Regions from separate parts of the Anas platyrhynchos genome. Here region 2 is linked to region 1. A link is a contact called in public Hi-C data. All regions are on one chromosome and are shown on one strand. The core of a region is the stretch at or near the end of the contact, and the rest is flanking DNA. Distances in the headings are between cores, read along the strand shown. Region 1 holds the start of CPNE8 (copine 8). Region 2 overlaps ALG10 (ALG10 alpha-1,2-glucosyltransferase).

Region 1 (5,078 bases), core at 746-3,245:
GGGTAATTCCCATCCTTCAGCACTTGATGTTGAGACACACTGGGGTGAAAAAACGTTTTTAAAACTTTTTTTCTTGCTTCAACAAAACAGACATGGCTTTTGAAGAGATGTACAGAGAAATTAACATGTAAATTATGTCCTGAAATGAGCTATAAATAAGGTAACTAACATCAGAAATGATCAGCTGTATCATACACCTGCCTTTCTGAACCACCAGATGGATTCTCAAGTAGCTATAAAAGTAAGGTTAGAAGCAAACATTGCAGGGTGATTGATATAAACAATACCTGGAAGGAAATAACCTCCCATTATACATGAACTGGGTCAGAACTAGCACAAGAACTCTGCCATATGTAAAAGTTATTTGAAAAAAAACTAACAGTAATATAAAAGGTCCTGGATTGCTTTTACACGTAACAGCATGCCTTCCCCAGGACCAAGGTTTCTCTGCTTGCTGCTAGTAAACTTTGTGGAGACGGGCTGAGCATCAGCACGTTCCTGTCAGCCCAGGGATGCATTTCGTATACCAAATTCAGTCGTGTTACATTTCTCAGGGTCTCTGCCTTCTTTTGCCATGCAGCCTTGACAAAGCACCGAGCCACACTTCATCTGCTAAGGAAGGAGAGGAAGCAGCCTGACAATTTAAGCTTTTTTTTTTCCCCTCACAAGCAGCAGCGTTGGCAGCAGCAACTCTGGGGCAGCTCCAAAAATGGAGTGATGGGCTGCGGGACAAACTTTGCCTCGCCTTGCCTCAGGAACCCACACCGAGACCTCTCCAAAGCCGCTGCTGGACGCTGCCAACTCCGAGCTGCCTCACAGCCTTGCAGCGGGGCTGCGAAACGTGGATGGAAACACACACGTAGAAAATAACTAACTGTAGACTCCGACAGAAAATGCCCTGTTCCCTCCAGCGTTATAGCTGAAATACCGATAAACAAATAAATGCTGAGGAACGGGACCGCACACACCGCGCTCTGTTTCGGGCGTGCATTTTCTTATTTTTAGTTTCTCAGCGGCAGCGCTGGGGTAAAACGCGCCGAGGCAACACTCCCGGTTTCGCAAGACTTTTGCAAGACAGCCTCCAAAAAAAAAATAATAATAAAATAAAAATAGGCGCAGGGATCAGTCCGGATGGGAGTTTTTTTCCTTTCCCCACCCGCGGCACTTGGGACAGCTCCAGAAGTTAAGGAGCCGCTGGAGGAGGCGAGGCGCGGCCCCGCTCCTCGCCTCTGGCCCCGGAGGGACCCGAAAGGGACACGGGAGGGACCCGGAGGCGACCACCGGGGCCAGGGCGGCCGCTTTTCCCCGGGGGGGCCCCGCAGCAGCCCCGCCGAGGGCTCGGTGTCCGTCCCCGTCCCCCCGCCGCTGAGGGGGCACCGTCCCCCGGGCGCCGCCTCACCTGCAGGACACGGAGAGCTCCACCTTGGTGGCCGGGATGCTGGAGCTGAGCGCGTTAAAATCCCCCACGGACGCCATGTTGGGGAACCCCCCGCTCCTGGCCGGCTTCTCCAGCCCGAACATGGATGGGGCAGCGCGGAGAGGGAGAGGATGGAGGAGGGAGAGGGTAGAAAGGGAGGGAAGGAGGTAGGGAGGCGGCGCCAGGCGGCCCTCCCCACAGCGCCACGCCGCCACCGCCAGCGGGAGCCGCCGCCTGAGGGGACGCGGTGCGAGGAGCAACTTCGGGGGCAGCCGCGGCGAGGTTGCAGCCGGGAGCGGAGGGCGGTGGCTCCGCCGTGAGGTGGTGGCTCCGCCGTGAGGCGGCTCCGCTCCGAGGTGGCGGCTCCGCCATCGGGTGGCGGCTCCGTCTCTCCGCCAGGGGGCGCGGGGACAGGGGCGGCTGAGGCGGCCGCTGCCGGCTGCTCGGTGCCCGGTTTGGGGAGAAACCGCTCCGAGTTTCACCGATTTCACCTCAAGTGGTGCCCGGGGAGGGTTAGGTTGGGTACTCGGTGACATTTGTTCACTGAGGGGGTTGCGAGGCATTCCGGAGCTATCCCCGAGCAGGCTGCACAGGGAAGCGCTTAGGGACGTAGTGTAGTGGGTGGCATTGGTAGCAGGGGGATGGTTGGACCAGATGATCTTGGACGTCTTTTCCAACCTTAATGATTCTGCGATTCTGTTCTATGAGTCACCATCCCTGGAAGTCTGCAGAAATAGTGTGGATGTAGGGCTTAGGGACAAGCTTTAGTGGTGGACTTGGCAGTGCCAGGATAGTGGTTGGGCTTGACGATCTTAGAGGTCATCTCCAACCTAAATGGTTCTGTGACTCTATGGTCACATTTCTGTCCAAAACCAATTGCTACAAGATACTAGAGGGAAAAGGTGTGTTTTCTCCTTGGCTGTTCTCTACACTAACATTGCAAACATGAATTTTACCCCCTCGTGTACTTCTGCAGGGTCATGCCTGTCTGTAAAGACCACTCATTCAGCCATGCTGAATCTATACAAAATACTTCACAATTACTGTAAAAGTTACATTATCTTATTTCTCATGTAATTTTATGTTTAATTTCCATCCATTCTCATGGCATCCTAGTAGCTTTAGATATTCATTTCTCATCATAGCACTTGGATGAGATGGAATTGATACCATCCCCATTTCACAGACAGGAAAGTAAGGCAAAAGCAAATTAAACACCTGTGTTATCATTGTCTGTATTTACACAACATAACTACACACATTGTAGTTATACGATACATTGTATTTATAAAACATAACTACAGTGTCTGTAGTTGCACAATATGTAGAGTAGGTCAAGGATCACAGGATATTACCCCAAATCCTGTACAAATGTCTACTCCTCTGGCTGTTTATGGTCCTACAAGTAGAAATAAAGGTGTTTTGTGTGATTATTTGCAAAAGACAAATGTAATTCTGAAGCCACAAACATTGTCAGAATACGTTCATTCTGAATTTCATCTCTGAATTCTTGTCAATGTAATTCAAGTTAAATACATGATCTTGGATAGTACATCAAAAAATGATGATGAGAGAACTTGAATTTAGACACCTGCTTAACTCCTACCCAGCAGATTAAACACTGTGAGTACAGAAAACAGTAACGTGGTCATATTTACAGGACACATACTTCCCATGCATGCATCTGAAACCTTGCAAGAGTTTCAGTGGCAGAAACTCAAGGAAGATAAACACAGATATCTCTGTTCAGAAACTTCCAACTTCACACCCTGCTCAACCTTCTGCCTGTTTGTTTTCAGGTAGGTGTAACCTGAATTTTCTTTCTCTTCCGTCTTGTCTAGTTATTGATCACAAAGTCATTTCTCATAAGGTATAACCAAGTATTTCTTCTAAGATCAGCCTTCTTGAAGTACTCAGTGCAGACAGAAAACCACATGCTTCACAAGTGTTCTGGGTGTGTCTGCAGTCAGCCAAGCCAGCAAGCTGAAAGCTGAAAATCCTAATCAAAGCAAATTTATTTCACCATTATCTTTTTCAGTACAGCAGTGTGAAGGGATGGGTGAGGGATAGTTGATATCTTGAGAAGACTAATGCCAAGTAGGAAAAGGGTGCTAGATGACTAAAAACTAAAGAGCAGTTCTCAAGAAAACTTTAAAAGTCGTTTTCAGCATTATACTACTGTTACTCCCTCTTTTGTAATCTGCTCTAAAAATTGAAACTTAGTGGAGCCCACCGGGAAGGGCATGAATAACTTTAACAGCATGAATATGTATAATAACTATAGCTTGCTGCTATATATAACTACTGTAATAACTATTGGCATGTATAACTTAAAAGGATACATGTGAGTGTAATATGATCTTATATTTTTCCCAACTAAGGCACTTTAGATCACTGCTGAAGACAGGATATGAGGTTAGATGAAAGTTTTGTTCGATGATGTTATACTTTTGTTATCTGATTTAAATCTTTTATTTTGCTTACAAAACAGTCAATTATTTGTGATTCCATAAATGGAGCATCCTATGAAAATGATGGAGGAGCTACCAAAAATAACATCACCAGTATTGCTGGGAACATACCCATGTTCTCTCATTGTGTTTACCAAGGCACAGCTATTTGGTCTTTTAATGTTTCAGCTTAGAGTAAGTACGTAGTTTTCAGGCACTGAGAGTGATACATACATCAGAAATATTGAAACTAAAAAGTAAACAAGAGATGGTTGAAAGATACTCATGACGCAGCTAAATATGCATTATTCTAATTCCAGAGAGGCACCTTGGTGTTGCTCATTCTTAACTGCCAGTATGGTCTGATGACTTGAACAATACCTAAGGATTAGTGCAACATCTGGAATTTGCATACAAAATAGCCATCAGATTACAGTGTAAAAGAGACATCAGGGCTGATTTTTGTATGTACTACATCGACGTTTGAATAAGAGTATTGACTCTAAAAATTTTGTAGTGGAAAGCAGGATATATTTTCCTCACTTTCTTTTGTGATTGTTATTTTATATTGTCATCTGTTGCTAATTATCAGACAGCTACATATCTCATTTCAATAAGTGCAACCCAATTTTAGGAATGAAGGACATACTTGAAGTAATTACAGCATAAACTATGAACAAACTACAGATGCCAAAATAACTGTAATGTATAACACTGAATAATTGCTTTAGAACATCGCTGTTTCCAGGTTTCAGCAGTATAACTGAACCCGAATGCCACAGGATGCAAGCACTGATTACTCCCCTCCACTTCGTCAGCTTTCTGCCTTGTAGATCATTAACTTGACATCTTAAGAAAAACACTTTGTAATTCAATCTTGATACTCCTAAAAACAAACACACAAACAAAGAAACAACACAAACTATTCCATAGGAAGCCAAGGAACTCAGAATGGCTTCTTCTCTTTTGTAGATGTGAAAGAATATGTGGAAGAGTATAGGAGTGAGATTAGAAGTGAGCTTCAGTGTTAATGGAAAAAAACAACTGTGATTCTAAGACAAAACCATTTGTGTAACAAACAAAATAGTAAGTCTGAATTTGTGATGAGCATACATATATTCCCTGCTTCTTCTTCAAGCATTTGTTCAGTAATTCATTGATTAACATCCAATAAACACATTTATTTTTTTTTAATCCTGGCTGCTGTCAAA
Region 2 (5,078 bases), core at 1,776-4,275, 190 kb before region 1:
TGTAAGACAGCATAATACTTTATAATGGGATTCACCAATGTACTTGTATATTTTAATGTAACTGTACAATTCTTCTCAATGTTTTTTGTGAAGTTAAATCAGGCTGAGTTGAAATGAGTTACAAGTTATAATAAGAAATAGGAAAATCCATGAATTATTAAAACATGAAAGAAGAAATTTGTTTTTGGAGTAAAGCTGTATTTTCACTTTTGCTGATGAGCCAGAGGGACTTTACAGGTAACATTCAATATTAGTCTGATTCAGTTTCATAAATCAAGATGGTTGTAATTACATTATGATTAATCGCAAAGAAAGTGTTTCCTAGACATTCCAGAAGTATCAGTAGCAGTTTTAAAATCTAGATATAAGAATTCGTTTAACATACTTGGATAATCTTGGAGCATCTCTTGGAAAATTTACCTTAGTATTTTGCTTCTGCAATATTTCCATTGTGGCTGTTTGTAATGCATGACCTAGTCGGTGCAGAGACATGCAGAAAGAGCTGTGTTTATCCTGGTTTTGTTGCCATGGTCTTCTAGCTTCAGGGGGAATTACTTCTGGTTAATTCCTGCGCTGGTGTAAATTGGCAATGAAATTACTTCCAACAGCATTAAAACAATTATCACTGTAAATTTTATTAATCAGCTATCCATTTAGAGAAAAAAGCTGCAGTAATTTGTTGAAATGTAATGTCTGAGATTAAAAGAAAATGCTGCTAACAATTTTATAATTGCCATTGAAAAATAAAGGCTCAGGTTGTTTTCCTGAGACAGAAAGAAGGTGATTTTTCAATCATTCTCAGAAGAACCCAAGCAGAGAACTGAACAGCCGCAGTGTGGCTGAATTGTTTTGAGGTGAAAAACACAAGAAAAGTAATGGAAAACTTTTGAAGTTACATATAGGTGGTTATTTGGGAAGGTAGGTAGATTGTTTGTAAACAGTAATCTGTATTTCTGTTATTTGTGAGTATTCTGTATTGGTTTTGTTCCTCTAAAGTCCTTTGACAACATGTTTGTGTTCAAAATTAGTATGAATTTTACACCAAAAGCAATATGTGCATGCTGAAAGATTTTTTTTTTTTTACCTATTCCTTTGATTGCGAGTAGGTAAACCAAAAGGATTACTTCTGTTAAAATACTGTAGGAAAGTCTTCCATAGTCTAGAGGCAGACTGTTGATTTTTGCTCCCTGAATGCTGGTTTGCATTTTTTCGCAAGGTGGCAGCCTTGTGCCATCCTGTTGGGGTGACCAACTGCTTAATGTAATGCTGCTTGAAATCACAGCATCAGGTTTCTTAGCTTGGCTATTTCCTGAGAATTAGAAAACTTCGAGTTCTGTCATGGCTGAGTGCTTGTTTCAGTAACTGGTTTAGCTAAAATGTTCATGTTTTTAATTATCAATTTAGAGTGTATGATAAGTTTTAGAAGAAGCACTGGTTTTGCTCATCTTTAAAATGTATTTGATATTTTTATTTGATATTTTTATTTATTTATCAAGTTTTCACATCAGGTCTTAGATAACAAAAATGAAATCTGAAAGCTTATTCTTGACATGATGTCAATATTTTAAACACTACACTTGCTTAGAAAGTTAGGTTTCCTTCTGCTGTTTTATTACCGACTTTCACAGATTGTTATTTCCTTCATATGGTCCATTAATTGCCATTTAAAATAAGAAAAATACATTGGAGGACAAACTGAGGAAGGCAAAGTAATTATACTTCTGAGACTGACACATGGTGATTTTCTGAAATATTCGCTCTTTTTGTTAGATGATGCACATACGAAATACAAATGTTCAAATGTCTGTTAGCCCTGTAGTAGTTGACACACAGCATTTTATATGCATCATCTGCTTTTTGTGTAATGAAAAAGTCTGTAGCCAGAATCCATGAAAATAACTGCTTCCAATTACCTCAAATTCTGTGTTTCTATTCACTGCCCTGTTTTTTTTGTTTTCTTTCCTTAAAAAAGCTTTGCTTTCCTTGTTGGGTTGTATACACCTTTTATTTTTGAGTCAGTGACATTTGTACGTCAGCTGAGATGTCTTTTATAGGAAAGAAACCCACAAGACTCTTAAAAGTATGCTTTAGATGAATCCAGAGAACTGGTTTTTACTAGCAAACATCATTTTGCAGACAAAAGGAATCTGTCCATGAGACAGAAATGCTAACCTAGCTGGCAACCTGTAGCTAAAATGTCCTTAATTTGTGAGTTTTTGTCACTGGGCTTTGTGCTTAATCTCAGAGTGTGCTCAGGACCTCATGCTGTTCCTTAGCTCTGGGGAAAGTTGGAATTTCAGGAGCAGGAAGCAAAAGGGAAAGGATTGCTACAGCCGATTGCTGTTGCAACACTACCAGCAGCAGGCATGGATGGGATGCTCTGGGGCACTGCTGCTCTGAGCAGTGCTCTGTAGCTCAGTTAAGCTTGTATGTGGTGGTGAGGGAGAGGGGTTTGCCATGCCTGAGGGAAAATGTCTTCTCCACATGAAGGAGAGGCTGCCTGTTGCTGGAGCTGGCCTGATCACTGGTAGAACGGTCTTGGTAAACTTGGGAATTAATTGGTTTATCAAACGATGTTTCTGGTACTTAGGTGTGGATCTATAACTTTAAGGTTTTCAAGAAATGCGAGCCTACTTGAATTGCACCCCTATGCCAGTAGTGGGGAAGGGGTTGCTTTTGTTTTCAGATCATTTGTTGTCCAGATACTCCGCTGTATTTATAAAGCAAAAATCGTCATATCTTAAAAAAAATAAACACTTTGAAAACAGTCTTTGCGTGTGCTTTATTTCCTGGATCTACGCAGATGTAAATTAATACACAGTGCATTTGACTGGAATCAGTATGAATTGGTATTAGTGGTAGCACTATATCTTTTCAAAGCTGTAATTGCAGAAGTTTGTGTCCTTAGCTACCTTCAGATCTTCTCTAACGAGATTACGTTTCCATGTTTTCGTATCAACTGTCCTAGAAGTATTGTCATAGAAATAATCTTGTGCCTGCACAGCGCAAAAGGAATGTTTATGGTGATTATCGCTGACAAGAGTCTCTAATTTTAGGGCACTGCTTCAGACCTGCACATTTCAGACACGTAACTCGTGCTGCATTTTCCTGGGTTCCCGTCGAATCTCAAACAAAACACTGCCTGGTTGAATTGGAATCTAAATGACAAGATTGAAAAGAACAAAGGAGAGACGCCCAGGAATATTACTGATTTCAGAGAGAGCATTTTGCCCTCTGGGTCAGTGCTGAGCAAATGCCACAGCATTGGTGCTGGGTGGGAGGAGGCACTTCAGAACGGTAGGGCTGGCCAGGAGCAGCCTGGCTGCTTTTTACCTAACATTTTCTTTGTTTCAGATAGGATTCCTTACTCTGTGCACTTGTGCACTGTTAAAAAACATCGTATGCTTCTCATTACCAAGGAGATGATTTTATGGCAGTGGTCAACTGAGATAGCTGTGAAGGTGGGAATTCATCTGCCAGGCGTCTTGCCAAAGCTACCTGCTGCTGGCACCTACTTTCCAGAGCCTGGTGTGTTTCGGCAGTGTATTGTGAGCTGGGGAGGCCCTCACAGCCAGCAGTTAGGCCAGAAGGACCAAGGTTTGAGCTGATTTCCCCAATAACCACTCTGCTGGCTAAACGTGGAAACTTTCAGCTCGGTGTGAAATGTTAGCTTGTTTTTAAAGTCTCAAGAAATTTTGGGGAATAACTTGCCCTGTCCAGTTCCCTTCCTACAGAAGAACCATCAGCCTGTCAAAGGAAAGGGAATTTATTTGCTGATTATTACTATAATCAGCATGGAGTTGGATGTGTCTGTGCTAAAAATATACTGGTACAGATTTGCTTCAACAACAGTGAGTTTTGTTCAGTTAATTATCGCTAAGATGGAAACATTTTCTGCATTCTTTTCTGAAACGGGAGATAGTTATAGCTCATTGCTTAAAAGCCAAAAAAAAACCTTGCACTTTCCTAAAGAATTAAGAAGAAATAATGTTTGGGATTTTGGGGCTCTCTGATGTCTGGAGGGAGCTTTAAGTTTGCCTCCAAGATAAATACTATTAATTTCCCACCTCCCTCCATTGCTGCTTGTACAATATACGCTGCTTAAATTTTGGAGGGGGTGGCGGAGGAGGCAGCGTTGTAATGACCCAATCCAGCTGATGCATGGCAGTAGGCCATCGAACTTCATCCAGCAACTTCCACTGAGAGGGAATTAGCTTCCAAATTATGAGTCCTGTAGAGTTTAATATCTTGTGGCTGAAATGGAGCACATCTTCTGAAAACACACTCTATTTAATGCCATCAAGTAGTGATGAATTCGCTATGCCCTTTGACAAGCTTTTTCAAAGATATAATAACTTTTACTAGCAAAAAAAAAAAAGCTTTTTTCCTCTGGTTATTGGCTTTATGCTACATCTGTGTGCAGACAGATCTCCCCATTTTCCTCTTGTACCTCTGGATATGCACAATGTCGCTTCCATTTATGTTGCTACATGCAGATCACAACCCACCAATATCTTAACCTACTGACCCACAAAACCATGAGGACTCTTTCCTTCCAGATAGTTCTTCCTCTGGCTTTGTGTTTTGTTTTGTTTTGTTTTTCTTCCCAACATGTGAACAAATTTGGTCACCAGAATTGATGTCAGAACAACACTTTTGACCTCTTCTTTTTTTCTTCATTTTTTTTTCTTGGTTTTGTTTTGTTTTGTTCTGTTTTGTACAGAAGCAGTATCATCAACCTAGGCATACATACAGCTTGCTCTACTTAGGCAAGGCAAGCTCCATGGCACCTTGTATGGATACCCTTAGTTTGAACAGCGTGCTGATTATCTTGTAGGTGAAGCATTGCTTTTGGACTTCTAAGGTCACGGTAATGGAAAAATACCAGAAAATACAACATAGACTTGCTAACAAGTCCCATAACAACTGCTTTGCTGTGGCTAGAGAAAGGGGAACAGCATGTGAGGTTTGGCTAAGCAGCTAATGATTTGGCTGATTTCCTTCCCCTAGAACTCCTTAAATGCTTAGGGAGGTAAATTGGGTAGGCTGTCTGCTGTCTTGGTCTGTAGAGCCAGAGG

Evidence for each region. A called contact is a pair of places that touch in the nucleus more often than the background predicts.
Region 2: a contact with region 1 is called in a Hi-C map of F1 follicle, with 4 times the contacts expected there. The contact joins the enhancer-like site here to the promoter of CPNE8 in region 1. A contact is called at or near these places in 2 of 8 Hi-C or Micro-C datasets (F1 follicle and F5 follicle).

The regions. Positions count from the first base shown.
Region 1 is chr1:15,931,226-15,936,303 of IASCAAS_PekinDuck_T2T, reverse strand. It overlaps CPNE8 (copine 8), which reads right to left and starts at 1,995. Exons shown (of 20, transcript XM_038167416.2): 1 at 1,400-1,995. The coding sequence starts at 1,980.
Region 2 is chr1:16,126,173-16,131,250 of IASCAAS_PekinDuck_T2T, reverse strand. All of the region lies in intron 2 of ALG10 (ALG10 alpha-1,2-glucosyltransferase), which reads left to right. Among named protein-coding and RNA genes, the nearest start is that of ALG10, 9.4 kb to the left of the region's middle. Within about 2 kb of position 3,025, at least 3 of the 8 cell types and tissues checked have an H3K27ac peak or open chromatin away from gene starts, as enhancers often do. A contact at or near this core is called in F1 follicle, where this site is marked.